Regions from separate parts of the Mus musculus genome. Here regions 2, 3 and 4 are each linked to region 1. The links are chromatin contacts, called in public promoter capture Hi-C and targeted proximity ligation maps. All regions are on one chromosome and are shown on one strand. The core of a region is the stretch at or near the end of the contact, and the rest is flanking DNA. Distances in the headings are between cores, read along the strand shown.

Region 1 (7,082 bases), core at 1,469-3,968:
CACTCACAAATATCCGCCTGCCTTAGCCTTTGAAGTGCTGAGTACAGCACCAGACCTGACTTCGATCTTTTAGAAAAGCAATCAACGTTACTGTGTGTGCATACTTGATGTGTGTGTGTGTGTGTGTGTGTGTGTGTGCGCGTGCGCGCGCGCATGCGCATGTGGGCGTGTATGGGGGGGCGTGTGTGTGTGTGTGTGTGTGTGTGTGTGTGTGTGTGCTCGCGTGCGTGTGTGTGCGCCTGTGTGTGGAATTGGTTTTCTCTTTTCTCCTTTATGTGGGTTCCAGGGATGGGACTCAGTCAGGTTTGTACAGCAAGGATTTTTATCAGCTGTGCTATTTTGCTGGCCCTCACCTGTTCTTTTGACAGCTTCTCTGTTGGAAAGCTTTCTATGAAGCTTTAGCCTCTTTGTCCACTAATGCTTCCTTATGAGTCTTGGCTTAAAGGATCCCTTAGCTTAGTCTCTGTACCCCTTACAGATTGTGTCCTGTGGGGCCAGTACTGACCCCACTCCACACCCCTCACCCAGCGTTTCTTATGGGCCTCCTTCAGTGGCAGAACCTTCAGCCGTAGTTATCTTGGGATTCTCTTAGAATTCAAGTGTCACTTATGTTTCTTTTGACTCAGGAGACCCTTTTGCCCCTTATTGGGTTTTATTTTCTTGTCCTTTGCAGAAGTGAGACACCTCAGTTATTCACTGTATTGCCAGAGAAGAGAACAGCCACTGTTGGGGGAGCCATGATGGGATCCACCCACATTTATGACATGTCCACGGTAAGCATTGGAGAACATTGTTTTGTAACTGAGATGGAGCCCGCGTTTCTGAGAGTCTGGAGATAATAAGGTTCTGAATTTTTCAGGTTATGAGCCGGAAGGGCCCAGCCCCTGAATTGCAAGGTGTGGAAGTAGCGCTGGCGCCTGAGGAATTGGAGTTGGACCCCATGGCCATGACGCAGAAGTACGAGGAGCACGTTCGGGAGCAGCAGGCACAAGTAGAGAAGGAAGACTTCAGCGACATGGTGGCTGAGCATGCTGCTAAGCAGAAGGTGGGAGCAACCTGTGGGCCTAGGAGGAGGGCTGTCCTTTCTGGTGGAGGGAGAGGCGGGTGGACTCGGTGCCTGAAGGTCTCCGAGATGCTCCATTGGTGGCAGTCTCTTAAGTTCAGGAAGAGGAAGGAAGTCATTTAGCTCTCAGGGGGAGAGGAGAGTGTGGTTTCAGTGCTTTTTACCTTAATTTTATGTCTGGGTCAGGCTGCCTCCTGTCTGGGGTTGTCTAACCTATTGTAACTTCTCTCTCTCTCTCTCCTACAGCAAAAGAAACGGAAAGCTCAGCCCCAGGACAGCCGTGGGGGCAGCAAGAAATACAAGGAGTTCAAATTTTAGGTCCTGCTCGCATAGCTGGCCTGCCTTTAGGCTCTTTGTATGTCTGGGCTTTCTCTGTGGCTCCCTAAAGCTAGATCTGGACTCCCTAGGCTCGTCACTTCCTGTTCTTATTTTAGACTTGTTTTGTAAATAAAGCTGTTTCCCAAGGAAGGATGAATACAGGCGCTCTTGAACCTCTCTCTCTTTTAGCTTCTGCAAAAGCATCTACTTCTTGCCTGTAATCACAGATGGCCCATAGGACTATGGGACTGTAGTTCTGAACTGAACTTGTGGGTAGTTCACTATCCCTACCCCTCCTGTGTGTGAAGGCTCTGCTGAAGGTACCTTTGGGTCTGGTCTGACCTTACTGCTTTGTCCGTGGGGAATAAAAATAGCCAGCTTAGCACCGTGGCTAGGCTGGGAAGTAACTGTAGGCTAGGGAAGTAGGCCAGGTCAGGCCTTCCTCATTGACCTTGTGGCAGAAAGGCCGATTTCTTACCTATTGGAGAACATCTGTCTCTAAATAAAATCTCAATTGTTCCAGAGTACTGGCTAACTACTTGGATTTACTAGTGTGTGTGTGTGTTGGTGGGTGGGTGGGTTTGAAGGGCTTGTTTTGTCTTCGTCACTGAGTTCTGAGAAGTTTTTTGAAAAACTAGACTAGGTTGGAGCACAGGATTCCATAACATTTGCTCAAGTACTGGGGAGAAGGTGTGGGTGTAGGAGAGTGCAAGAGCTCTAGGTAGGGTGGGGGTGTGTGGGGATGGCAGCTGATCAGGCCTTGAGAGAAATAGAATTCTAGAAATTGAGAAAGCACCGAGGCACTCTGGGACTTTTGTAAAGAAGGCTGTGTCGGGGGCGCTGTACCAAGAAAGGCTGTTGGACCTAGACAACCTTAGCTCAACTGGCTCCTGCCCACAGTCAAGCTGGAACTTAAGCTCCTTAGGTGGTGGCCGGCCCCTGGATCTCTACCTACTGCTTCTTTTGCAGAAGTGGGCGAAATAACCACAGAAGGGGTCGCCACAGCGGGCTATCCGATTTCCATGCAACGCGTGACCAGAACTACGTGTACTGCAGATCCCAGGGGCTGAGCGCGCTCTCGTACAGTCTTCTCCGGTCCGGGACCGCGCCCCGGAAAACCCGGGTTTCCGCTGGCGGGGTAGCAGCCGCCCGAGGAGGGCGGAGGGAGGAGGGGCGCGGAGCCTGCACGCCGAGGCCTGCTAGGGACTCCAGGGCCGCGCCGCGAGAGCGCGCGGGCTGTAGCCCCTTCCCGGGGGCCGCGGGGCCGAGCGCGAGTCTGGCCCCGCCCCTCGGCGCCGGTCTGGGTGGGGCCGCGGCTCCCCGCCCCTTTCGGACACGCCCACCCAGTGTCTGGGCCTCGCGGGCCGCAACAGGCGGCGGCGGGCGAGCGCGAGGACCGCGCGCAGCGAAAGCCCGCGCGTGCGTGCAGATTCGCTGGTGGCTCGCGCTCCGCCGGGCGTTCTGAGGAGACGCGCTGAGCCGCTGCCGCCGCGGGGGGAAGCCTGAGAGTCGCTCGCGTGCCCTCAGTCTGCGTAAGCCCCGCGCCCCTTCCTCCCCTGGCCAGGCCATGGCGGAACGCGGAGGGGCGGGCGGTGGTCCCGGAGGCTCCGGGGGCGGCAGCAGTCAGCGGGGCTCTGGGGTCGCCCAGTCCCCGCAGCAGCAGCCGCAGCAGCAGCCGCCGCAGCCTCAACAGCCGACGCCCCCCAAGCTGGCCCAGGCCACCTCGTCCTCCTCGTCCACCTCGGCTGCGGCCGCCTCCTCCTCGTCCTCCTCCACCTCCACCTCCATGGCCGTCGCGGTGGCCTCGGGCTCTGCGCCTCCGGGCGGTCCAGGACCAGGCCGCACCCCCGCCCCAGTGCAGATGAATTTGTATGCTACCTGGGAGGTGGACCGGAGCTCATCCAGCTGCGTGCCCAGGTGAGCAACGGGCGGCTGGGAAAAGGTGTTGGCCTAGGGGACCGCCAGGCTGGCTCTGTGACAGGCCCCGCCTCCCCATCTCTCCGGGGCGAGTGGAGGGTACGTCCTCCACTCCTAGCTCATCTTGGCTTTGGGGGGTGGGGGCTGTCTTCTCCTGGGCCTTCCAAGACTGTTGTGTGGGCCTGCCCTCTCCAGCAGTCCCACCTTCCGCCTTGGCTCGAACCACCCTCCTGTCCTCCTGGAGCAATGGTGGCCTCGGGGACCCAGCCCAGTGGCCTTCCTTGGCTGGGTCTGACCGAATCTGGCCTTCCTTACGGTCAGTAAGTCACTCTTCTTCCTGCCTCACTGGCGCCCGTGGGCTGTACATATGTTAATGTTACACAGATGTGGTAAAGATGGCTTTGATATAGTTCTTTCCCAACGTACTTAGCATGTGCCAAATTCATTTGTCACCTGTTGCAGGTAAAGCTGGTTAACACTTGGGGGTTCAGTACATACATTCATATGTTCTTCATGCTACACACATTCTCTGGGTACTCTGTGCTCTTAGTTTGGACATCAGTTGAATGTGTTCTTAAATGCAAGTTTTCATTTCCTCCTCCACTAGATACTGGTCACAGAGTCTCCAGGTTCCTATGAGCTCTGTAAAATGACTGCCTTGTTCCTAAATTCAACCCATTTTTCTGTCCATTGGAACTATCTGAAAACTTGCATCAAAAAATTATGCTTGTTTCTCTATGGCAAAGCAGTTGTTGTATATACTTCTTTGGGGACAGTGTGTTGGATTGACCCTATGCTAAGACAGCCTGCAGGGTTGGTTTTGCCCAGTAAGCACAAAGAAATGCCTGGAGGTGTTCATTTTGTGCTTCTAAACCGAGTTGATTCTCAGGTTCTGTTCTTTCTTACCCTGTGAGTCCAGCAGAGCAGGTGGATGTGCCTGTAAGCCAGAGATTGGGTGCCCTGTGGGGTTCCACCCTCAACTCAACTCTGCTGGTGTTTCTTTCTCTCCCTTTATTTTGAACAACATCACACCACAACATTGTACCAATATATAGGGCATGAAAAATGATGACACAAGCACATCTTTCTTATGTCATTTATTGAAAAATATAGAACATTACCCCACCTGTCAAACTCTCCAGGTTCCTTGCTGAATTACATTCTGGCTTCCCCTACACACTTCTGAATTATGCCCCCCCCCCCATTACAGTGTACTACATATAAGTCTGTAAATATATTTTTTAGTTTTGTGTGTTTTTTATTTTTGTTTGTTTGTTTTTGAGACAGGATCTTACTTGCCTTGGCTAGCCTGGAACTCACAGAGATCTGCCTGCCTCCTGCCTTCCCAGTTGCTAGTATTAAAGGTGTGCACCACTACTCTTGGCTTCAACGTTTTTTTGGAGCTTGCAGAAATGTTCTTATATTGTATGTAGCCTGTCACTTTTAACTCAGGCTTATGCAAATCATCAATGTTGTCTAGTAGCTCTAGTTTTTAGTACTTTCTCTAATGTATAGTATTTGGTTATATGAACTAATATATGACTCTGATAAATATTTAGGTTGTTCCCTGTTAACATGGGCAGTTTTGTGTGTGTGTGTGTATGTGTAAGTATGTATGTATATATGTATGTATTTGCTCAGGATTTGTGCTCTTGGGCAGAAGTTTCTTTAGAGTATGTTTGAAGTATATATAAAGTATATGTGTGTGTGTGTTTGAATATATTTATATTTATATGTACATACACACATAAGTATATACGAAGCATATATAAAGGAGTGGAGTTGATACTTGGAGAGTGTGGATTTGAAGCTTCAAGAGATGGTACTAGACTGTTTGCCATTTCTGCCCTCCACGTTTCATCCCTTTGTGCACAGTAGTCCCTGCACTGATTTATAGTGTCCTCTTTGTCCTCCTTTGAGGAAATCAGGAACCACAGTAATTTACTTTGGCCAGAGCCCTAGCATGACACCAAACTCAAATTAGAGCTCACTGTGGAATGGCATGCCTTTTGGTCCTGAGCAGGCCTCTTTTTATTTTTATGTGGGCCTGTCCATTGTTGAAGTATGGTATTCACCTCTTCCTTGCATAAAAGTCCTGTGCTCCACCCTGCATGGGTCTGCTGTTAATAAAACATGTTCTACTTTGGATCGTGGCCTTGTCTAGCTTGTTAGATTGAAAAAGCGTGCATTGATGGGCAGAAGCTGTCATAAAGGGAAACAAATAGAATCACCACTGAGTTTTGATTTGACCGTAAGAACTCTTGGTTACTAAAAAGTCTGCAATAATAAGTTACTAGCTCCAGAAACAGGGTAGGCATTCTATATGTAGATGTGTATGGCTATGTCTTGTTTACTGACCAGTCCTGGCCTGTCTTCTGCCCTTCTATGACTTTGCTTTTAGCCCTTATCCTTGTGCCTCCCAGCACCTTGGGAAACACTTGTGCTTCTTGGAGCATGCTGCTGTGTCTTTAGAAGGAAAACACCTTTTCTGTGGGCAGAAAAGGACATGCTATTGGCCCTTCTAAATAGGAAGTCGTTTGGTTAATTTGTTGTCTCCTTGTACTTGTCCATGTTATTTAAAATATACTACCAGGCCAGGCGTGGTGGCGCACGCCTTTAATCCCAGCACTCGGGAGGCAGGTGGATTTCTGAGTTCCAGGCCAGCCTGGTCTACAAAGTGAGTTTCAGAACAGCCAGGGCTATACAGAGAAACCCTGTCTCGAAAAACAAACAAAACAAAACAAAAACCAAAAACCTACCAACATGAAGCTCTATGTAGAACTGGAACTAACCACCTTCTCTCGTGTAATCCAGTGAGACACAAACCTGTGAGCTAGGCAATGAAGAAATGTGAATCTGAGGACAGATGTGCATGAGAACACTGTGGGGCTGGGCATAACGACATATGCGTAGTCTGAGGCAGAACATTGATGACTCAAGGACAGCCAGAGTTCATAGTTTGAGGCCAGCCAGGGAGAGATAGCAAGACTTACTTGAGATTAGACAAAGAGAAAAATCCAAAAGCAGTCAGCACTGTAAGAGTGGGTGTCACCTAATACGGAAAAGAGGGGGTGCAACGGAGCAATAGGAAGGTCATGCTGCTATCTTTGATACTTTAGAAAATTTTATTTGCTTTTGAAAAAAATCTTTGTGGACATTTAAATAAAGGTGAGCTAAAAGTGAGCATTCTAGATGCTTTTAGGTGCCTGCCTGTTGGTTTTTAATTTCTGCTAAATTCTCAAAATTGATAGTATTATTTTTAAAACTTTCAATAGCATACTTACAGTTGGCTTTAAAATGGCTTAATTGTTCTTTGCATTGATGCTTCTTTTTATCAGCATTAAAACAGAAAACAGCATTAGCATATGTCCATGACTCAAGCAGTGTAGAAAGAGAGACTCTGTAATGGGAAAGGCCCCGATCCCACCCCTGTTCTCACTTCTCAGAAATTAGCACCGTGAAATATGGTTATCTTTAAGACTTTATTATGATAAAATAAAGGGCTGGGGATGTAGCTCACTTGGTAGAGTGCTTACCTAGCACGCACAAGGCCCTCAGTTCAGGGCCAGCACCATGTAAGACTGGGTGTGGCAGGCCATACTGGTAATCCCAGCATTTACATAGGAAAGACAGGAGTTCAAAGTTATCCTTAGTTATAGAGTAAGCCTGAGGTCTCTCTGGGATACAATAGGCCACCAAAACAACAAAAATCAAGCCAAACTGTTACAACATGAATAGTCAGCTCTGCTGTTGCTCCCTTAGGAAACTCATAGCTGTAAGAGTT
Region 2 (6,361 bases), core at 2,586-5,085, 460 kb before region 1:
ACCCAGAGCAGCATCACTTCCTTGGACAGTGACTTGGAGCTGACCCGATGACTCTTCTGTGGAAAACTGCTGTTGCTCACCTCCCTGCGTCTTAGAACAGCAGTCAATAAACTATCTAGAGATGAAGAACAGACCCAGAAACTGGTTACATCTATTGAATTTCTGGCAATTTTAGGAGCAGTTGGTAAGGAAGGATCCAAGGGGCTAGGGAAAAGAGCCCACTGATGTCCTTACTCACCACTCATATGACATGGTGACACGGGTGTTACCTTCTTTGCGCTCTCACAAAACCCATGAGTCTCCCCCCCCCCCGAAAAAGCATCTTACTACGTAGCCCAGGCTAGCCCAGAGCTTTAATCCAACTTCCTCTGGCTCATGAATTCCACATTTAACCCAAGCACCCCCACCCCAGACAATTCAACTGGAAGAGTCAGGTAGGAGAAGATGAAGGCATTTGTATTCGATTCCTCGCAGCTGAGGGACTCAAAAAGAGAGGAGTCAAAAAGGACTCAAAAACTCAGCACAGCCGTTCTACCCATGACCCAGAGCCCATGTCGGTCCGACAAGGGAGCCCTGATGATCTGGTTCAGCACTGAGCTCAGATCTCCTAGGTGCTCATTTGATTCCACCTGAGGCTGGCCAGAGACCATTGTGAGTGTGCAGTGCCATGTCCTGGAATGGTGTGTGTGAAGCCTGGAATTTTCCAAATTGCTCCAGCTCAATCTACACATTTCTCAGTTGATCATTACAAAGGATATGGCCGAGAGGAGTCCTTCCCTTGGCACAGTTAAACGCAGAGGTGAGGTTGCTTCACTGTTTTTGTAGGAGTGTCCTATGTGCAGATAGAGTGCATGTCAGAAGAGGGCATCAGATACCATTATAAAAGATTATGAGCAGCCATGTGGTAGCTGAAACCAAGGACCAGAAGTCCTTGAACTCAGGACCTCTGGAAGAGCAGCCAGTACTCTTAACCACGGAGTCACCTCTCCAGCCCGCAGAAATCTTTTTGAGTTGGTTTGAGGAAGTCATTTCAGCTCTCAGCAATACAGTACCATACAGCACTAGCAGGCTGTTGTTATCAGCTATTGTTGAGAGGATCTGGGGGTAAAAGGCCTGCCACTGTTAGTTGTAAAGGGCATGTTCAACGACACAGATTCATCTCAAGATCTACAGTGGTATCGTTAGCGCTGGCAAGCTGTACCGAAATAAAACCGCTCCACGGCAGTACTGCGAGTTAGTACCATAGTCTGCCAATGGGACCTGAGGCACTTACTGTGCCTTTAATATCTCTGGAGTGACAGGGGCAATGCAAGGTATCCTGTGGCTCCCTCCTCACAACTTCAACTTCTGGGAAATGTCACAAGCTGGACTGGTGGTGGCCCGGGCACCAGAGGCTTAGTATATTTTGTGTTTACAGTGTGATGACTGATAATGTTTTCTGTTTGCCACAGTGACAGATCAGGCAGACATGGAGACAATCCCAGAAGAGCCAATAACAGTGAATTAAGATCAGAAGCCCCCGCACAGCCTCCTTAGAGAATGAGCATCTACTTAACTGATACACAACTCCTGGGTAATGTAAAACACTGTTGTCTATAGCCGAAAGTTGTTGGAAGGGCTCTGCTACTGACATTCTCTGCTTCACACTGCGAAAGTGTATGACTCAGATACTATACTGTGCCATTTTTCTTTGTTCTCACAGATACCCACCTACCTCTGCCTCCTGAGTAATGGGATTAAAGACACGTGCCACTATGTCTAGCTATGTTTATTTTTATGTTTGTGTATGTTTTGCTGCATGCAAGCCTGTGCACTATGTGCATGTCTGACGCCCTTAGAGGTCAGAAGAGGGTGTGTGATCCCTGGAACTGCAGTTCTGCATCGTGTGAGGCATCATGTGGAATGTGGGCACCGAACCCATGTCCTCAAGAGCCATTAGTGCTGTTAAGAACTGAGCCATTGGGGGCTGGCGAGATGGCTCAGTGGCTAAAAGTGCCGTTTGCTCTTTCGAAGGTCCCGAGTTCAAATCCCAGCAACCACATGCTGGCTCACAACCATCCTTAACGAAATCTGATGCCCTCTTCTGGAGTATCTGAGGACAGCTACAGTGTACTTACATATAATAAATAAATAAATCTTAAAAAAAAAAAAAAGACGTGGGCTGGTGAGATGGCTCAGCGGGTAAGAGCACCTGACTGCTCTTCCAAAGGTCCGGAGTTCAAATCCCAGCAACCACATGTTGGCTCACAACCATCTGTAACAAGATCTGACGTCCTCTTCTGGAATGTCTGAAGACAAGTACAGTGTACTTACATATAATAAATAAATTTAAAAAAAAAAAAAAAGAGCGCAGACTGCTCTTCCTAAGGTCCTGAGTTCAAGTCCCAGCAACCACATGGTGGCTCACAACCACACGTAATGAGATCTGATTCCCTCTTCTGGAGTGTCTGAAGACAGCTACAGTGTACTTACATATAATAAATAAATAAATATTTTTAAAAAAGAACTGAGCCATCTTTCTACCCCCTTCTTCCTCCTCCTCCTCCTCTTATTTATTTTATGCATGTGAGTATATGGTAGCTATTTCCAGACACCCCAGAAAAGGGTGTCTTAGCCCTTTTACAGATGGTTGTGAGCCACCATGTGGTTGCTGGGAATTAAACTCAGGAGCTCTGGAAGAGCAGCCAGGGCTCTTAACCGATGAGCCATCTCTCCAGCCCTTGGTCTTTTAATTACTTGGTGCTCTTGCAAAGAACCCAGGATTATGAGGAGCACTGGTCCTTGATTTGTAACCCACTCGAGTATAAGCCATTTTCACCAGCAGGCCCTACAGTCCTCTGAGAGGAGAGAATGCCTCCGTAAGATCTGGTGGGCTCTCCTGTAGAGCACTTTCTAACCAGTGATCAGTGGGGGAGGGTCAAGCCCATTGTAGGTGGGGTCATCCTTGGGCTGCTGCTCTTGGGTTCTGTAACAAAGCAGGCTGAGCAAGCCATGAGGAGCAAGCCAGTAAGCAGCACTCCTCCATGGCCTCCAGCTTCCTGCCCTGCTTGAGTTCCTGCTTTTGATGAACATGTTATATGGAACCATGAGTGAAACAAACCTTTTCTTTTCTTTTCTTTTCTTTTTTTTTGGCTTTTCGAGACAGGGTTTCTCTGTGTAGCCCTGGCTGTCCTGGAACTCGCTCTGTAGACCAGGCTGGCCTCGAACTCAGAAATTCGCCTGCTTCTGCCTCCCAAGTGCTGGGATTAAAGGCATGAGCCACCATGCCCGGCGAAACAAACCTTTTCCTCCCCAAGTTATTTTTGGTCATGGTGTTAATCCCAGCTATACTAGTCCTAACTAAGACAGCAGGCTTACATCAGTTCTAGGCATTGGTAGAAGGTGGACAGAGGACACCCAACACGCAAACAGGGAGGAGTGTTGAAATAGGCAGAAAACGACCTCAGTGTAGCTAGCCTAGTTTGAAAGATTTAGAGAACTTTTTATTGCAGTGACTGTTGGGCAGATGTCATGGTCCTGCCCATCTCCTGCTTCCCCTGTGTGGAAAGACAACCCTGAGGGAATCGGGTATTTCACAGACCTAAGGGCCACTTTATCTGAGGCAAGTAGAAATGGAGACTCTGAAAAGCCACACCCGAGTACTGAAGCGTTACCAGGGAGACGGTGGTACCCAACCATAGCTCTGGCCACCAGCCGAGCCCGTAGGTCAGGGTCAAATGTGCAGCAGACACGCCCCCCCTTTGACTAAAGCGCCAGGAAGACCGTGTAAGCGTCACTTCCGCCCTCAGCTACCACATGTGGGAGGCGGGGCCGTAGTGGGGGCGCATCTTATTTGGATCACTTCCGGTGAGCCCAGCAGTGACCACGGCAACATGGCCTTGAACGGTGCAGGTATGCGCTTGGGATGTTTGGGCAGTGGCCGTGGGGTGCGGGAGGCAGCTCTCTCTATCTCCTGTGCCTGTTTTCTCTAGATGTCGACGATTTCACCTGGGAGCCTCCGACTGAAGCTGAGACGAAGGTGCTGCAGGCGCGACGGGAGCGGCAGGATCGCATCTCCCGTCTGATGGGGGACTACCTGCTCCGTGGTTACCGCATGCTGGGCGACACGTGCGCCGACTGCGGGGTGAGGCGAGTGATGAGGCCGAGGCCGCGGACCGGGCCGCACGACCTTTCCTCAGCTCCCTCTTCTGTGAACCCTGTCTCTCCGGCTCACCTATGTCCATGTACTTTCTGGTCCCCAGACGATCCTCCTGCAAGATAAACAGCGGAAAATCTACTGTGTGGCTTGTCAGGAGCTCGACTCAGACGTGGATAAAGATAACCCGGGTGAGGGTCCGAGTGTGCACTGTGGGGAGAAGAGAGTGGCGATAGCTACAGAGGAACTGTGAGCCTGGGAGGTGACAGTGGAAACTCCTGCGTGCTGTGGCATTAAGGTGCCTTCTCGTTTCCGCCCTAGAGAGGTGTTTCATTCAAGAAAGACCATCAGCCTTTTGTTTCTGACACCGTGGGGAGAGTCCTAGCAAAATAGTCATCCTACGTTGTAGAGTGCACGTGCAACCCTGGGTGCTTGTGCATGTTGGACAGGCATTTTACCACTGAAGGGCGGGCATCCCAGTTTACAGGAATAGACTTGATGCATAGATGAGGCCAGGCCATCTGTCAAGCAACTGGACCTCAAGTGTAAATCAGTGGGGCAGTGTTTGGCAAGCATGTGTAAGGAGAAAGAAGAGTAGAGATGAGATGGGATTGGCTTAGGCAGAAAACACCAGCAGCTCAGGGACATCAGTAAAGAGCACATGACTCGGGAGAGGCGGACGGGGCACCCTCACTCTTCCACCACTTTTCTTGTTCTAGCACTGAATGCACAGGCGGCGCTCTCTCAAGCTCGGGAACACCAGCTGGCCTCATCTACAGAGCCTGCCTCGAGCTCTCGGCCCCCATCCCAGCCACCAGTACCCCGTCCAGAGCACTGTGAAGGCGCAGCAGCCGGGCTCAAGGCAGCCCAGGCGCCTCCTCTTCCGGCTGCACCTCCAAATACGGACGCGGTGGCTTCCACACAGACGGCCCTCCTGCAGAAGCTAACCTGGGCGTCAGTCGAGCTGGGCTCTAGCACCTCCTTGGAGACTAGTATCCAGCTCTGTGGGCTTATCCGGGCTTGCGCCGAGGCCCTAGGCAGCCTGAAACAGCTGGATCACTGAGACCTCTATCCTGATCCCTGTTCCCCTGAGAAAAACCCTCCAGAAAAACAGTTTTTCCTCCGCGTGGTTTGTTCTTTCTTGGTTCTGAGTGTGCATGTGAGCCCCAGTTCTCCTCGATGGTTTTCCTTGCTTTTGGCATCTCACCTTTCCATGGTCTTTTCTACCTGAATGGTGAAGTTCTGCATTCAGGACAAGAAGTAAATGGCAGAGGGATAAGTGACACCTTATTCCAAGGACTGACCTCAGTCTTCCCAAAGGCTGGGCCACTAATCATTGTCTCTGACCCAGTACCCCCTTTCCTCCACTTGAGTGCCATTTGAAGTTTCAGTCCCTTTGGTGGCTTCCTTTCCTTCCTTTAACCATCCTGACTCTACCATCTTTCTCCATCTTCTGGCTGCTAGGATGTTGACAAATTGTGGGGAGGGGCAGTGATGCACTGTAAGAGTCAGGCACAGTCTTACCTTCCTACCCCAGACTCGGGCCTCCCACATCCCCGTGCTTTTAGAATCCTTCCCTTGGGAGAGGACACATTGTATAGGAATGAGGCAGCAAAAGGTCGCCAAAAAACCGTTTCTGACCCTTTCGGCCTCCCCTGTCCCATCCAGTTCTTTGATGGGTTTTTCGCTCCAGGGTCATCGCCGCGTTAAGAGAGGCCCCGCCCATGCAGGGGGGTGGAGCATAGGCGGAGTCCTAGGAGTCGGGGACGGAACAAAGCACGGCCTGCGGGCGGTGGCTGAGATCTCTCCGGAGACCGGGCCACGGAGAGCTGGTTCTCTGGGCAACAGCCCGCTGAAAACGTAAGAGGGGTCCAGGCGGCATCGTGGTCCACGCCTGCCTGGCTATGAACGGGCTGCCCGCGACTGAGGCGCCGGGCGGCGCGGGCTGCGCTCTGGCCGGGCTCCCGCCGCTACCGCGCGGCCTCAGCGGCCTTCTTAACGCTAGTGGGGGCTCGTGGAGGGAGCTGGAGCGTGTCTACAGCCAACGGAGCCGCATCCACGACGAACTGAGTCGTGCCGCCCGCGCCCCGGATGGTCCTCGCCATGCCGCTGGATCTGCTAACTCAGGTTCTGCAGCGGGCCCGCGCCGCCCGGTTAACCTCGACTCTGCACTAGCCGCGCTGCGCAAGGAGATGGTGAGTAGGTGGGCGCCTCGCCAGGGTAGTA
Region 3 (6,900 bases), core at 1,974-4,473, 330 kb after region 1:
GCTAGGAGTTTGCTGCTGTGGCTTTTTGTTAGTTTGATTTCTTTATTTTTTTCAAGAAGATTTATTTTATTTTACGTGTCTGTGTGTGTGCATATGCCCACATACATGCAAGTGCCCACAGAGGCCTTAACAGGGTGTCAGATCTCCTGGCGCTGGAGATAGCAGCAGTGGTGAGCTGCCTGATGTTGGTGCTGGGAGCTAGACTGCTAAGCCATCTCTCCGGACCGTTTTGTCTTGAGACAGCATCTTGTTTGTAACCCTGGAACTGGCTGGCCTGGAACTCACTGTGTAGACCACAGTGGCTTTGAATGGACAGAAATCCACTTGCTGATACCTCTTGAACGCTGGAATAAAACTGGTGGTGTGGGAGCCCTTCTGCTTCCCACCTGGACTGGGCCAGCATCAGGTATATCCGGAAACTGTAACCCAGAAAAAACCGTTGAGTCTTGGCAAACTCTTAATCCTTTACTGTTGGGTGGTAACAATGGGAGTTTCAATTGTTGGCTCTGTACTTGTGAAACCTGAAGCAAGCATCCCTCCCTCTCTGGGACCCATTTCCTCGATGTAAACTGAATAATAATAAGTCTCTGGCGGATGGTGTTGGGTTACAGAAGGGGGACTGCCTCTATAGTACAGGCCTTCAGAGTAGAAACCATCCTCCAGTGAGGGATTTGTGTGGCCTTCTGAGTGGCATCGAGGAAGTTCCTTTATGACCAACGAGTGAGTTTCTTTGGCTCAAAACAGTTGGCAAAGCAGTTGGTGTTTTTCATGGTCTTAGGCAGGGAGTTAGTGGAATGGATGTGGGGCTTAGAGAGTCTGGGAGTTTGGGGGTGAGATTGCATTTGCTCCCTTTTAGGAACAAGTGAGTCAACTTCCACTCATCCTCTGTGGCAGGAGTCACAGGCCATGTTCTCTGCGCATAGGTCCTTGATTTCCTCGGAAAACACATTTCAAACTCTGGGGCTAGGGCAGAGGTGTAGTTTGGTTGGTAAAGTGCTAGCCTAGCACCTGTGAATCACTGTGTTTGATCCCAGGCACTGAATAAACTAGGTGTGGTGCCTCACACCTGTAATCCCGGCACGGGAAAAATGAAAAGCGGAGGCAGGAGACTCAGAAGGTTGTCCTCTGAGTTCAAGGGTAGCCTGAACTGCCTCAGAACAAATGAGCAATTCAGGGGTTAACTGGCCATTGGGATATCGTTCCAGACCAGGAGGTACTAAGCAGAAGAGACCACAACTGAGTCTCTCTCTCTCTCTCTCTCTCTCTCTCTCTTTTTATTAGATATTTTCTTTATTTACATTTCAAATGTTATCCCCTTTCCTAGTTTCCCTCCCGAAAATCCCCTATCCCTTCCTCCCACCCCCTGCTCACTAACCCACCCACTCCCACTCCCTGGACCAAGCATTCCCCTATACTGGGACAGGACCAAGGGCCTCTCCTCCCATTGATGACCGACTAGGCCATCCTCTGCTACATATGCAGCTAGAGCCATGAGTCTCTCCGTGTGTTTTCTTTGATTGGTGGTTTAGTCTCAGGGAGCTCTGAGGTTACCAGTTAGTTCATATTGTTGTTCCTCCTATAGGGCTGCAAACCCTTTCAGCTCCTTGGGTACCTCATCTAGCTCCTTCATTGGGGACCCTGTGCTCTGTCTAATGGATGACTGTGAGCATCTACTTCTGTATTAGCCAGGCACTGGCAGAACCTCTCAGGAAACAGCTATATATCAGACTCCTATCAGCAAGCTCTTCTTGGCATCTGCAATAGTGTCTGGGTTTGGTAGTTGCACAACTGAGTCCATCTCTAGTTCATGGCAGCTTTCAAAGTCAGGAGTTCATCAGGTTTGGCGGCCCTTGCTTTTAACTCCAGCTTTTTGGAGGCTAGTCTGATGATGTACATGGTGAGCTCCAGGCCATTCAGGGGTATACAGTGAGACTCTCAAAACTAACAAACAAGCAAACAAAGTAAGGGGACTAGAGATGGCTCAGTGGCTAAGTGCAATGGCTGCTTGCTCTTTCAGAGAGCCTGGGTTTTTATTATTATTATTATTATTATTATTATTATTATTATTATTAGACAGGGTTTCTCTGTATAGTCCTGGCTGTCCTGTAACTCACTCTGTAGACCAGGCTGGCCTTGAACTCAGAAATCCGCCTGCCTCTGCCTCCCAAGTGCTGGGATTAAAGGCTTGCGCCACCACTGCCCAGCTCTGGGTTTGATACTTAGCACTGGCATGGTGGCTCACAACTGTTTGTAACTCCAGTCCCAGAGAATTCGAGTTTCTGGCCTCTGTTGGCACCAGGTAGGCATACAAGTGGTGCACAACCATACACGGAAGCAAAATACTCATATACATGAAAATAGATTTAATATAAAAAAAATAATGAGTCGTTCAAGGGCTGGAGATGTTGGTAAGTGGTAAAGTGTTTATCAAGGTGTATGAAGCCATGGGCCAGATCCTCTCTTGGTTCCTTTGTAGCAAGCCATTTCTGTAAATCTGTTTTGTGGCATCGGGGACAGGGGTGACAGGCCACAATTATCGTACCCGCCTTCCAAGGATTACAGGACTTAATTTGCCCAAATTCAACCCAGAGAGCCTGGTACTGACAGAAGAAAGCCTGTGGCCCTGAGGGACCGAGCACCCCAAAGTGGGCTTTCCTTTGAGGCTTTGCAAAGGATAGAAGCATGCTGTTGGGAGGGGAGGTCAGTGATTCATGTCTCTGGACACCAAGGAGGCCAGAGCTCACTGATTGTTGCACAGAGAGAAAGTGGTCGCGCTGAACTGAAAGACAGATCTGCACTCGAGACAACCGCAGTGGCTTTCCTCAGCCTCCACGGGTGATGCACCTTCCTCCGCCTCTTCTAGTAGTTTCCTTCCCTCTGTTTGCTCTGGGCTTCTCTGTAATTCCGAGATTTCCCCATAAAGGAGGCGGGGTCTTGGAGCAGCGGGTGGGCAGTCGCTAGTCTTAGGTTGGGAAAAGGAGCCTCTAGATTACTGTGTGAAAGGAGGCTCCGGTCTCGGGGAGAACCTAGAAGACCCCAGAATGAGGGTGAGGTGTCCGGAGCCTGGAATAAGAGAGGGGTCTTGTAGACAACCTCTTTGGCTTCCCAGACTACAGCCAGGCTTAAGCCGCAGGAGGCGGAGCCTCGGGGTAAGGTGGGGCCTCTAGGGGCGGAGCCGGGGCGGGGCGTGGGGCAAGGGGTGGGGCGTGGAGGTTTGTGTGCACATCCCTCCCTCCTCCGGGCCTCGGGTGTCCCCGTGACGAGGCTGCACCGAGCAGCCGCGGGCCGGGCCCATCCCGCCGCGGCAGTCCCGGGGCGCAGTAGAGGTGAGGCGGGTGGGGGCCAGCAGCACACAGAGAGCCCCAGAACGCCGCCAGGTGAGGCTGGCGAGGTGGGGGGCGGGGGGCTGTGTTGGGCGTGCGTTGGGGGCGTGTTTGAGTATCTGGGGGTGGCGGGGTTAAGAGAGCGGGTCTGAGGGCTGGCGCCTGTGGCTGTTAGCGCGGAGGCGCGTCTCTGCCGTAGGAGTTCTTGGGTATGCTGTGCCAGTCTAGGCACTGCCCGCGGGACTGACAGCGTGCGCGCGCGTATTTGTGAGGGGCCGCCTGGTGTGTATCTGCGTATGCTGTCATTGTGCCCTTCCCGAGCACGGGGTGCAGGCCTGCCTCTGCGCAGACCTTCCAACGTTGGGGCTGTTAACAGCCTGCGGGCGACTGACTCTGCTGCAGGAGGTGCCCGACTGGGGAGCGCCGCCCCCACAGGCCTCCAGAGACCTAAGCGGCCTGAGGACCACAGACAGACACCTGAGGGAGGGAGGGATCTGGAGGCCTGCCTGCATTGCCAGGCTAAGATAGGGAGACTGAGTCAGGTGGGTGGTAAGACAAAGGCAGACAGATAGAGGAAGGATAGAAGTAGGGACCGGAGTGGGGCGAGAACAGGCAGAAAAGGACGTGCTGGGAGGACAGAGAGTCATTGAGAACAGACAGACTGACAGAGGCCTAGACCTGCTGCAAAAAGGGCAATAAGATTAGAATGAAGACAGACACCCAAGAACCTGACAGAGAGCTTAACTGAGGTCTTGGGGTTAAGAGCTTAAGCCAGGAATTAAGTCTGAGTCTAGAGGTCTCTTAAGTCCTGGCTGCCCCTCTGCCAAACACATTCCATCCAAAGTTGGTATATTGCTCTAACCGACCAAACACTCTGACTCTGATTTTGCCATTTGTTTCTTGGTCTTGTCTCACCAGTCTCCCTCCTTGGTATCCCAGCAACCTCACCATTTGGGGGAAAGGAAGTAGTTATAATAACAAGTGTTGACGGACCATTCTTGCCTTGTGTCTAGCCAGAGCCTGAGAGGAGCTGGGGTGGGAAGTTGCAAGGTTCTTTTCTCTTCTCCCACTGTGCTCAGAATGGTGCTGGAAGGAAACCCTGACGTGGGATCCCCCCGGACCTCAGACCTCCAGCACCCGGGGAGCCAGGGCTCTTGCATCCTGTCTTGTCCTGGTGAAGAAGCACTGGCAGGCGAGGAGCCCATCAAGTATGGTGAACTCATCGTTCTGGGGTGAGCCTCCCTAGTCCAGGAGTGATGTGCTTGGGTAACTGTCCCTCAGGTCAGCCAAGATAACAGTGTGCACCGGCTGCTCTCCCAGGACTCTCTGCTTCTTGCCACTTTCCCAGAAGAAGAGCAAAAGTGATCAAACCCATTTCTGTTGTTTTGTTTTGGAGACAGGGTTTCTCATAGCCTTGGCCTGGAACTTGATGAGTAGACCAGGGTAGCCTTGAACTCGGAGATCCACCTGTCTCTGCCTCCCAAGTACTGGGATTAGAGGTATACACCACAACCAGCAGCCGGAGGCAATTCTTAAAGCTGCTCACCACAGTTTGTAATCAGCTAAGAAAAAGAATAGCAAAAAAAGAGTCTGTAAAGCACCTACTGTGTGTAAGTGTGGGATAAAGAATTCTGATTCTGCACAAAAGGTTCCAATTCTACTTCAGCAAGTTGTCAAACTTTCCTGTGCTTTTGTGTCCTTTTTTTTTTTTTTTTTTTTTTTTTTTTTTTTTTTTTGGTTTTTCGAGACAGGGTTTCTCTGTATAGCCCTGGCTGTCCACTTTGTAGACCAGGCTGGCCTCGAACTCAGAAATCTGCCTGCCTCCGCCTCCCGAGTGCTGGGATTAAAGGCGTGCACCACCACGCCCGGCTTGTGTCCTCATTTTGAAGACAAGGTTGATTCTAGCCTCCCAAAGCTTACCTGAAAGAAAGAAAGGTGGAAGAGATTTTTGTAAAGTACATAGACTGGTACTCAGCACATACCAAGCATCTGGGAGGCAGGTAGTACGAAGTTGTGGACATTACTTCATCTCAACCCTCACAAAGATGCTGCGAGGAAGGAGGTGAAGTAAATGAGGCTCAGAGAGGGGAAGTGACTGGTCCAAAAGCACACAGCTCATAAGTGGGAGGGTTGGGATTTGAACCCAGATCTTCTTAATTGTAGGTCTAGCACACTACACTAAGCTGCAGCTCCTCCTCGCATTACAGACGAGAAAGTGGAGGTTATTACAGAGAAATCGATGGGGCTTGCTCTGGTCTTTGCCTGCCTGGACACCTGCATCTTCCATGAAACCCTTCCCCCAGACACAGATGTGTCTCCCTCTGCTGATCCGCTGTCAGATCATGGTGAAGATTAACTATGTAGCACTGGCTGTCACTTGGTCACTTTTATGTGCCACCTTGCCTTTTTTCAAATACCCACAATAGCCAACTCATATCAAGACCTTGCTATAAGAGTAGCAAACTCTATCAAGCATTTTAAAGCACTTTATCTTGTTTAGTTCTCAAAATCAATATTCCAAGTAGGTTCTGACAGATGAGTTCCATTTTATAGAGGTTGTGTGATGAGTTGAAGAGTGGATGTGTGCCAGGCTCCTGTGAGCCCTCAGCCTGTATCCTGGCCTGTCTCCCTCTAGGCTTGCCACTGCTGGTACGTGAGAAGTGCTCACAAGGGTAAATGAGATGTTCCTCATGGAGGAGCGTATATCTGAAAAGCAGCTGCTTCACGTCCTGACAGAGGGAAGGGCTGTATTTCTATCTGGGTGAAGGCAGCTCTCTGTCCTAAGAGGAGGAGGGAAGCCACACTGTGCACAGTGCTACGAGGGAACACATGGAAATCACAGAGGCTGGCGTAGTGCACACACCTGACTCCCAGCACTCACGAGGGAGCAACCATGGTTGCCCCCAAAATCAACAAAAAGAAGAGAGAGGGAATAAAGGAGAGAGATGAGAGAAAAGAAAATAGGAGATATAGAGAAGAACCCCACACCTCGAGAGGCAGAATCTCTGGATGGGTCTAGCGAATATGAATTTAAACAAACTCACCAGGAAATTCTAATTGGTCCTATATTTGGCATCTTCTTGTCTCCCTTTTTGAGACAGGGTCTCACAGAGCTCAGGCCGGCTTCCATCACTCTCCCTATGTAGCTGAAGATGACCTTGAGCTCCTGATCTGTATTCCTCCCAAGTTACAGGCATGAGCCAGCAGACTGCAGTCTGTGGTGCTGGGACTGCAGGCATGAGCCAGCAGACTGCAGTCTGTGGTGCTGGGACTGCAGGCATGAGCCAGCAGACTGCAGTCTGTGGTGCTGGGACTGCAGGCATGAGCCAGCAGACTGCAGTCTGTGGTGCTGGGACTGCAGGCATGAGCCAGCAGACTGCAGTCTGTGGTGCTGGGACTGCAGGCATGAGCCAGCAGACTGCAGTCTGTGGTGCTGGGACTGCAGGCATGAGCCAGCAGACTGCAGTCTGTGGTGCTGGGACTGCAGGCATGAGCCAGCAGACTGCAGTCTGTGGTGCTGGGACTGCAGGCATGAGCCAGCAGACTGCAGTCTGTGGTGCTGGGACTGCAGGCATGA
Region 4 (7,086 bases), core at 3,426-5,925, 390 kb after region 1:
ACATGGGAAAGTACACCATTTACCATCCTGACCTTAGCAGGCAGCTAGTTCCTGCTCAATAATTCATTGACTTCCAGAGGCCATGAAACACTGTGTTAAGGGAAAGACTCGAGGCATGGAGGGCCGTGGGTTGTGGGATATGCTTGCTGTGAGCTGTCTTGAATGGGCAAACGCATGCACAGAAAGCACACTAATGATGGTTGGGGCTGAGGGAATCTAGGGAGCCATGACAGAGGCTCTCACTGGACACAGCATTTCTCTTTGGAGTGAGAATGTTCTGAAATTAGATAGTGGTGATGTCTGTACTAAATACAGACATCTAGTATATTTTGAAATATACTAAAACCTGCTGAGTTGTACACTTCCAACTGGCTAAAATGATGTGTTTTGTTATCAATAAGAGTTGTTGATCTGACGAAATGACGCATGCAGTAAACTGCTTGCCTTGCAAGCTCGAGGCTCTGATCCACAAGACCCACATAAAAATCTGGATGTGGTGACATAGGCCTGTGAATCCATCGATGACTGGATGGGAGGAGGACACCGGTGTATCTCTGGAGCCTGCTGGCTAGCTGGCCTGACCAATGAGATACTGCCTTAATCAGAAGGTGCCCAAGATTGTCTTCTGACCTTCACAAGTACATACATTCATACGCATGCACACATCCCCAGATCATGGCAGAAGTGCTGTGCAAAAAATACTAATAAGGGTAGAGAAAATAGACCGCACTATTTTGATAAGAGAGAGAGAACATCCCGTCCAGGGACTCTCCTAGGAGTCAGTGTCAAGGGTCTGGCAGATTGTTCCAGGTCTGTATGCACTGGACCCTGAAGGGAGGGGCTCCAAAAACAGCAGGAAGTGCCAGAGTGAGGGAAGAGGTGCCCTACACTCAAGTACAAGTTACCAAGCCTGTGGAGACCAGATGAAAGGAAGCCCAAAACAGAAACGAGAGATGGAAATATCAAAACCATGTAGATGATGCCAAGGGCAAACCAGTTAAGAATGTGGCACTGGAAGCATCTGAGCCCGAGATGCCCCTAAAGCAAGGAGAGAGCTGGGTTTATCTAGACAGTCCCTAAAGCAAGGAGAGAGCTGGGTTTATCTAGACAGCCTGGCTTGTGCCACCCCAGGAGGAAGGGCAGAGCGGAGACCAGGAGGATGAGCAAGAAAGCAGCTGTGAGCCTGCACACATCCTTTGAAAGGAGAAGGCAAATTAAGGAGGTGTAGGGGAACCCCCAAGAACACCAATGAAGAGAGCTGGGCACACGAACAGGAGTAGACAAACTAAGCAGAGGCCTCCAGCAAGGGGGACACCAGCTTTCCAAAGCCCCCCACCACCACCACCCCTGGGGGAGAGCTGAACACAGGAACATTGCTGTTGTTTTGTTTTTGAGACAAAAATAGCTCAGGCTCATCTTTAGCTCCTAGCTCCGTAATAACACAGATTACCTACAAATACTCAATGCCCCTGTCAACCTGGGTTTCATACGGAGAATAAGGTGAACCAGGGTGTGAACATGGCATCGTGCATATCTGACAGCCCTCAGCAGCCAGGTAGGGAGGCTGAGCTAGGATGCTGAGATGTTGGCAGGAGAAAGTGGACATGAAGGGCCCTGTGCTAGTTAAACCAGAGCAGTAAAGACAGACAGGCAAGGTAAAGAGTGACCTGACCCGTTCTGAGTGCTGACAAGAAGTAGGTGTGGATGTAAGAGCTGGGGAAATGAAACACAGGCCAAGAAATGGAAGCCAGAAGTGAGCACATGCCTGTAAGCCCAATATCTGGAGAGTTATGAAGCGGATTATGAGTTCAAGGCTAGCCTGGACTACACAGCAAGACTGTATAGGAAGGCAGGCGACAGGCAGGCAGGCAGGCAGGAAGGAGAGAGAGAAGAAAGGAAGAGAGGAAAATCCAAGCAAGCCTTCTGGACATGGGTAAGGCCGCTGGCAGTTGGTGCTTTTGGTGCAACAGATTCTGGGGTTGAGAGGCTGGGAGCCCAAGTCAGTGTCTGGGGACAGTGGGATAAGCTATGATAACTGCAGGAAAGCACCCAGCCTCAGAAAACACAGACCCACCAAGAAGAGCGCTTGTGCACGTGTGTGTGCGGTGGGGGTGGGGGTGGAGGTGGGGGCAGCATTTGGGACAGAGGTGGGATTCAATAGGATAAGGAGGCATGGTGATTTCTCAGAATGGCCAGGGAGATTGCAGAACAAGGTTAACAGGAACAGTGGAAAGGTCGGGAGAAGGATTCAGGAAACACGTCCAAAGTGTTCTGGCCAGAAGGGACAAAGAATACACAAATCCATGGGACTTTTACGGAGGTGTCAGAGGAAAGAGGAGTACTCACACCATCAGAAGCCAGCCAGTAACACAACCAAGTCTCCTCCCAATTTCCAAAGGAAAGGACTTCCCTGCCTGTAACTTTCACTGGCTCCCCTCGCCCCATCAAATCAGACCGGTATCTCTCCCCAGCATTCATGCCTTCTACCACCCAGTCCTGACCATCATTCTAGCCCTCATTCTCATGGTGCCTGTGAAACTGCGTTGGTTCCTTTCAGGGTTTGTGTACATGTAACGGCACTCATTCTCTGTGTTTAGAGTGGGGATATTTGGACCATTAGGTCCACCTCCCCTAATAACCTTCTAGCACCCCAACAACCCATGGGCTCTCAAATCAGCCTTCCCTCTTCTGTAGCAAGCCCTGGGGTCCTTCTTGACTCTGGGAGCCAGAACTCTGCTCTTGTCTTGGAGCACCGGGTAAAGTACAGTACTTAACACTCAACTAAGTGGCAGGCTTCCCTCTTTCCTTAAATGACCCTGGGACTGGGTCCCCAAAACATTGGCCAAGAGAACCAGCTAGACACCACACCTCCCATGGAAAGGGCCCTGCTCCCCAGTCCAGTGCAAGGGTCTCTGGCTCCCAAAAGGTTCAGAAAGCTCCCCACCTGTGAGTAGCATGAGCCAGGGCAACAGCAGGAGAGCCACTGTGTAGAGGGCTGAGTGGGCCTGCAGCAAGGCTGACAGGGCGGGGCCTAGCAGCACTGAGATGTGGAGCAGGACACCAGCAGAGTGAAGCAGGAGACACAGGAAGGGCCGGTAATTATGGAAGCCCACACAGCAGCCCAATAGGCGACAGTGATGGTCACGACGTAGGATGCACACACGGCAGGCAGAGCAGTGACCACTACGAGGTGGCACCTGGCTTTGGCACTGGTAACAGTAACTGCAGGGGGTGGGAGCAAGGACACAGGTCAGTGCCTCAGTAGCTCTCAGTGTCCCAGACCATGCCCAACCGCAGCCTCAGAGACCATCTTGGGAAAGCAGGAACAGTCCCTGTCTTCACCAGGCATCTCCAGCTAGTGGTTACTGCCTGTGACACACCTTCTGAAAAGCAAAGTTTGCAAAGGCCTGGCAGTACTTCCACCACTAACATCTTTCTCCCTCTCCACTCCAGTCGCTGACCTTGTGGTTCTGGAATATTCTGGGCATACTGTGGCTTCTGCCTTTTCTTGGTCTGCTTCCCTCTCCCAGAAACCAGTTCAAAATTTCCCAAGTGGCTGACTCCACCGCAAATGCCTGAGTGATGTCCACCTATTTATTTTTAGTTTTTAGTTGCAAGTGGACAAGTTAGTCTTAATATATTTGTGGATGCTATGGCTTTTTAGTAAAATGTAAATTAATTAATCAAGCTAATTAACCTAAAGCTAATCACCTAAAAGTCTTGTACTGAAAATTGACCATCTATTTAAAATTGAAACTTTATGCTGGAGAGATGGCTCAGTGGTTAAAGGCATTTGCTTCGCAGACTTGATGGCCTGTTCACTCTTCTGAACCCACGTGGTAGGAGAGAACAAACTCCCGAAAATTGTCCTCCGACCTCCACCTGTGTACCCCGGCATGCGCGCCTGGGACCGGACACACATCACACATACAGACACAAATAATAAAGATAACTTCTCGCCTCTTTTACCCTGCTCTGTTTTTTGTTTCTGTATCATTCTTGAGCATCTAGTTTACGCAATTTGCTTTTTTTTTATTGGCTTATTATTATCTTTATTATCTGCACCTTCCGCCACTGAAATCAACTCCAGGAGGTCGGGCATCTGTTTTCACTTGAGTCCTAGGAACAGTGGCTGCTCAATATCTGAATGAATAAGTAGCGGGTGCCAGGCTCTAAAGGAGTTCTATGGCTCTAACAACCCGGATGCTAACGTCATCTGGTTACTGACACCTCAAGTTCTGGGTCCTTTCTTGGTACCAGCGACCACCAGACCCCCTGCTTCTGCCCGCCGACTCCCGGAGCCCAACACTCACGCCCAGCCCTGTCCCAGGCCGCGGCCAGCCAGCATCACCCCCCGAATGCTGGGATCCGAGCGGAGGAAGAGCACCACGTTGCCCAGCAGATTGAGCAGCTGATAAGCAGCTAGCGCCAGTTGCAAGGCCCGGGCCAGTGGTCCCAGCGGGGGTGGCCCAGGCCCCAGCACCATCACGTAGGCCAGCTCCAGGACCACGACGGCGGCCCACAGCGCGGTGAGTACCAGTGGCATCCGCGCGGGCGCTCCTTCTGCGCCCCGAGCTGCCCAGGACTCCCCCATGGTCGGACCCACCGGCTTTCCGATCGCTGGGATCCCACTGCTTCCGCATTGGGGAGGGCCTAGCAGCGAACTGACGTCTCCTGCAACCAATAGGAGCTCCGCAGGGGGTGCGTTGCGCGCGCCAGACTTATAGGGAGGGGCCACAGATACGGAGAAGTGATTGGCTAACTGACCAGATGTTCGAAAATCTGATTGGTGATGCTGCCCAGGTGTCAAAAAGAAGCAGTCCGCCCAGCGTACTGCAGTAGCCGCCCCTGGTGTGGCTTGCTGCCACTCCATGAGGATTGAGTTGCAGCCCCCGGGGCGTCGGGGTTTCCCGGCTCAGCACATTCTCCCTACACTCCTCTACAGCCGCCCCGGTATTAATAGACCTGGCTGGCCCTATCATCTGGCCCTGAGCCTTTCCCCATGCTCGGGTGTCTCCATCACCCTAGAAAACTCCCCAAACAACTTGTTGACTTGCTGTTACAGACTGTGAAATAGAAATAGGGGTCTGTTTCTCGAGCGCAATGCTTAGGAGGGACAGACTCAGGTCCAAGGGGCAGCCTTTAGGATGCCTACAGCCACCACTTGGAATCCACTTAATAGATGAGGAAACAAAGTCCATGGCTGTCCCAAGATCACACAGCAAGTTAACCACAGAGCTAAAATGCGAACCCACTATCTAGGCCAGTAGTCATCCCAGCATCCCCCGCGATTCCGCAATCTTTGACTCCAGCACAATCTCTTCTCTGGTCCAGTTCCCAACCTCCCTCGCCCCCTATCTGGCCCCACCCACGTACCCCATATTTAGTACGAACCCGATCTGGGGGCTGGACCGGGCCCTACTTAACCCGGCCTGAGTGTGCAGGAGCTCGCCCAGTGAAGCAGAGCGGAGCCAAGAGCCTGAGCAAGATGATGATGGTTATGCAGCCCGAGGGTCTGGGGGCCGGGGAGGGGCCCTTCTCTGGCGGTGGGGGCGGCGAGTACATGGAACAGGAGGAGGACTGGGACCGCGACTTGCTGTTGGACCCGGCCTGGGAGAAACAGCAGCGGAAAGTGAGTGCTCACCCATTTCCCAAAGGCAAAAACTGAGGCTGGGAGGCCAGGCAGTTCTTCTCGGGCATCTGGGCAGTTCAAGGTCAGAGCCTGGCTGTAATCTAGAGTGCAGCTCCCCAAACCAGGCTCTGCCCACCAGCTATATGCTGTCCTCAAAGATCAGAAGAGTTCTCATAGGGATTTAGGATATCAAGGACACCGTGGAGTCCCTCAGTGACTCCCCAATAACTTTAAGCCCACTGCCCCTCTTGTGTTGGTGAAAGTGGATTTTGGACAAGGTCCAAGAGACCCAACTCATTCTTGGATGGGAGGTGAGGGGTTCTCAGAAAGTTATGTTCCTTTAGTCTCCAGTTAAGTATCCCTAGACCCCATCCTGAGGAGAACATGCCAGACACACAACCAGTGGATTTGGGGTGTAGGAGAGAACAGCTGTCTCATATTCTTTCCCATCCTCTACTCTGTCTTCTGCTATGGGTGGATCCCTCTACTGGCTTGACAATGGAGGAAATTGAGGCCCAGAAAAGGGCACAGATAGGCAGGCAGCCTGTTGTGTACTGAGGAAGAAAAGAATGCCCCCATCTGAGGGTCTTTGTTCCTTGCCTCACCCCACTCTTTCCCAAGATTCCCCTCCCTGTCTAGAAGCCCTGAGTCTGCTGAAAAGGCCAGAAGGTCAGGAGGAGGGGAGCCCCGGCTCCCCTTACCAGTAACCTAACCCAGGCTCCCACATGGACACTTGTGCTGAGGCAGCGCCTTTGTGGGAGCTCAAGAGGGCCATGAGGGCAGCCATTGCCCAGGCTCAGCCTTGCAGGGCACTGCCCCCTCCTTCCCTGGATCATTTCACCCCTGGCTACCAAGAGGAGGGAGCAGGACACCTGGGTTCCCTGAAGAGAAAATGATTCCATCCGAACTGAGGAATTTTTGGGGTTCTGAAGGCCAGGCTTAGGGTGAGCACCATGAAGCCATGGAACCTGCCTTTTGCCAATTGTGCGTGCTTTTAGGAAAGTAGAGGGCATTGCAGACCTGAGAACCCCAGAATTTACAAGCAGATCGTTTCCGCTGTGTTAGATGACAGGAGCTGACTGCGGGGGGGGGGGGGGGGGGTGAGAAGCCTGAGCTGAATGGAATGAGGCCTGGGATGATCCACCCTCCCCCCCAGCCCCCTCCCCCTCCCCCTGCACCTGTCTCCAAGCATGGCTGTGGTCCCTGAGTTCCTGCAATCCCCGGGTGATGTCATCCCTGCCCCTGGCTCCAGCTGCCCTTTGCTCCTCAACAGCCCTCCCCCTCTCCCTCCCCCTCCCAGATCACAGTCTGTGTGTTCCCACCACAACAGCTGGCAGTCTCTTTCTTGCCTTTGTCATCTAAAGTATCAGAACCATCCTTTCATTCCAATTTCTAGCCACCCATGTCCATCAACGATCTCCACCACCAACCCAAGTCCACCATTAATCCATCAA

Evidence for each region. Promoter capture Hi-C pulls out the DNA fragments that hold promoters and counts their contacts.
Region 2: a contact with region 1 is called in a targeted proximity ligation map of bone marrow-derived macrophages, with 3 times the contacts expected there. A contact is called at or near these places in 1 of 39 promoter capture datasets (liver), 1 of 130 datasets of targeted methods (bone marrow-derived macrophages) and 1 of 9 other capture datasets (adipose tissue).
Region 3: a promoter capture Hi-C map of liver shows a contact between it and region 1, with 4 times the contacts expected there. A contact is called at or near these places in 1 of 39 promoter capture datasets (liver), 1 of 130 datasets of targeted methods (pancreatic cancer cells) and 1 of 9 other capture datasets (liver).
Region 4: a targeted proximity ligation map of pancreatic cancer cells shows a contact between it and region 1. A contact is called at or near these places in 2 of 39 promoter capture datasets (both in liver) and 2 of 130 datasets of targeted methods (memory CD8 T cells and pancreatic cancer cells).

What each region holds. Positions count from the first base shown.
Region 1 is chr19:5,268,755-5,275,836 of GRCm38.p6, reverse strand. Pacs1 (phosphofurin acidic cluster sorting protein 1) reads left to right here and starts at 2,718. Exons shown (of 24, transcript NM_153129.3): 1 at 2,718-3,298. The coding sequence starts at 2,949. It overlaps Sf3b2 (splicing factor 3b, subunit 2), which reads left to right. Exons shown (of 21, transcript NM_030109.2): 19 at 674-773; 20 at 860-1,045; 21 at 1,310-1,916. The coding sequence ends at 1,381.
Region 2 is chr19:5,729,206-5,735,566 of GRCm38.p6, reverse strand. Znrd2 (zinc ribbon domain containing 2) reads left to right here and starts at 3,835. Exons shown (of 4, transcript NM_020491.5): 1 at 3,835-3,891; 2 at 3,972-4,123; 3 at 4,242-4,326; 4 at 4,855-5,261. The coding sequence starts at 3,873. The coding sequence ends at 5,198. It overlaps Fam89b (family with sequence similarity 89, member B), which reads left to right and starts at 5,901. Exons shown (of 2, transcript NM_181452.2): 1 at 5,901-6,330. The coding sequence starts at 6,040.
Region 3 is chr19:4,939,415-4,946,314 of GRCm38.p6, reverse strand. It overlaps Peli3 (pellino 3), which reads left to right and starts at 3,223. Exons shown (of 7, transcript NM_172835.3): 1 at 3,223-3,377; 2 at 4,403-4,555. The coding sequence starts at 4,404.
Region 4 is chr19:4,876,257-4,883,342 of GRCm38.p6, reverse strand. Zdhhc24 (zinc finger, DHHC domain containing 24) reads right to left here and starts at 4,675. Exons shown (of 3, transcript NM_027476.3): 1 at 4,314-4,675; 2 at 2,945-3,222. The coding sequence starts at 4,594. Actn3 (actinin alpha 3) reads left to right here and starts at 5,434. Exons shown (of 21, transcript NM_013456.2): 1 at 5,434-5,632. The coding sequence starts at 5,489.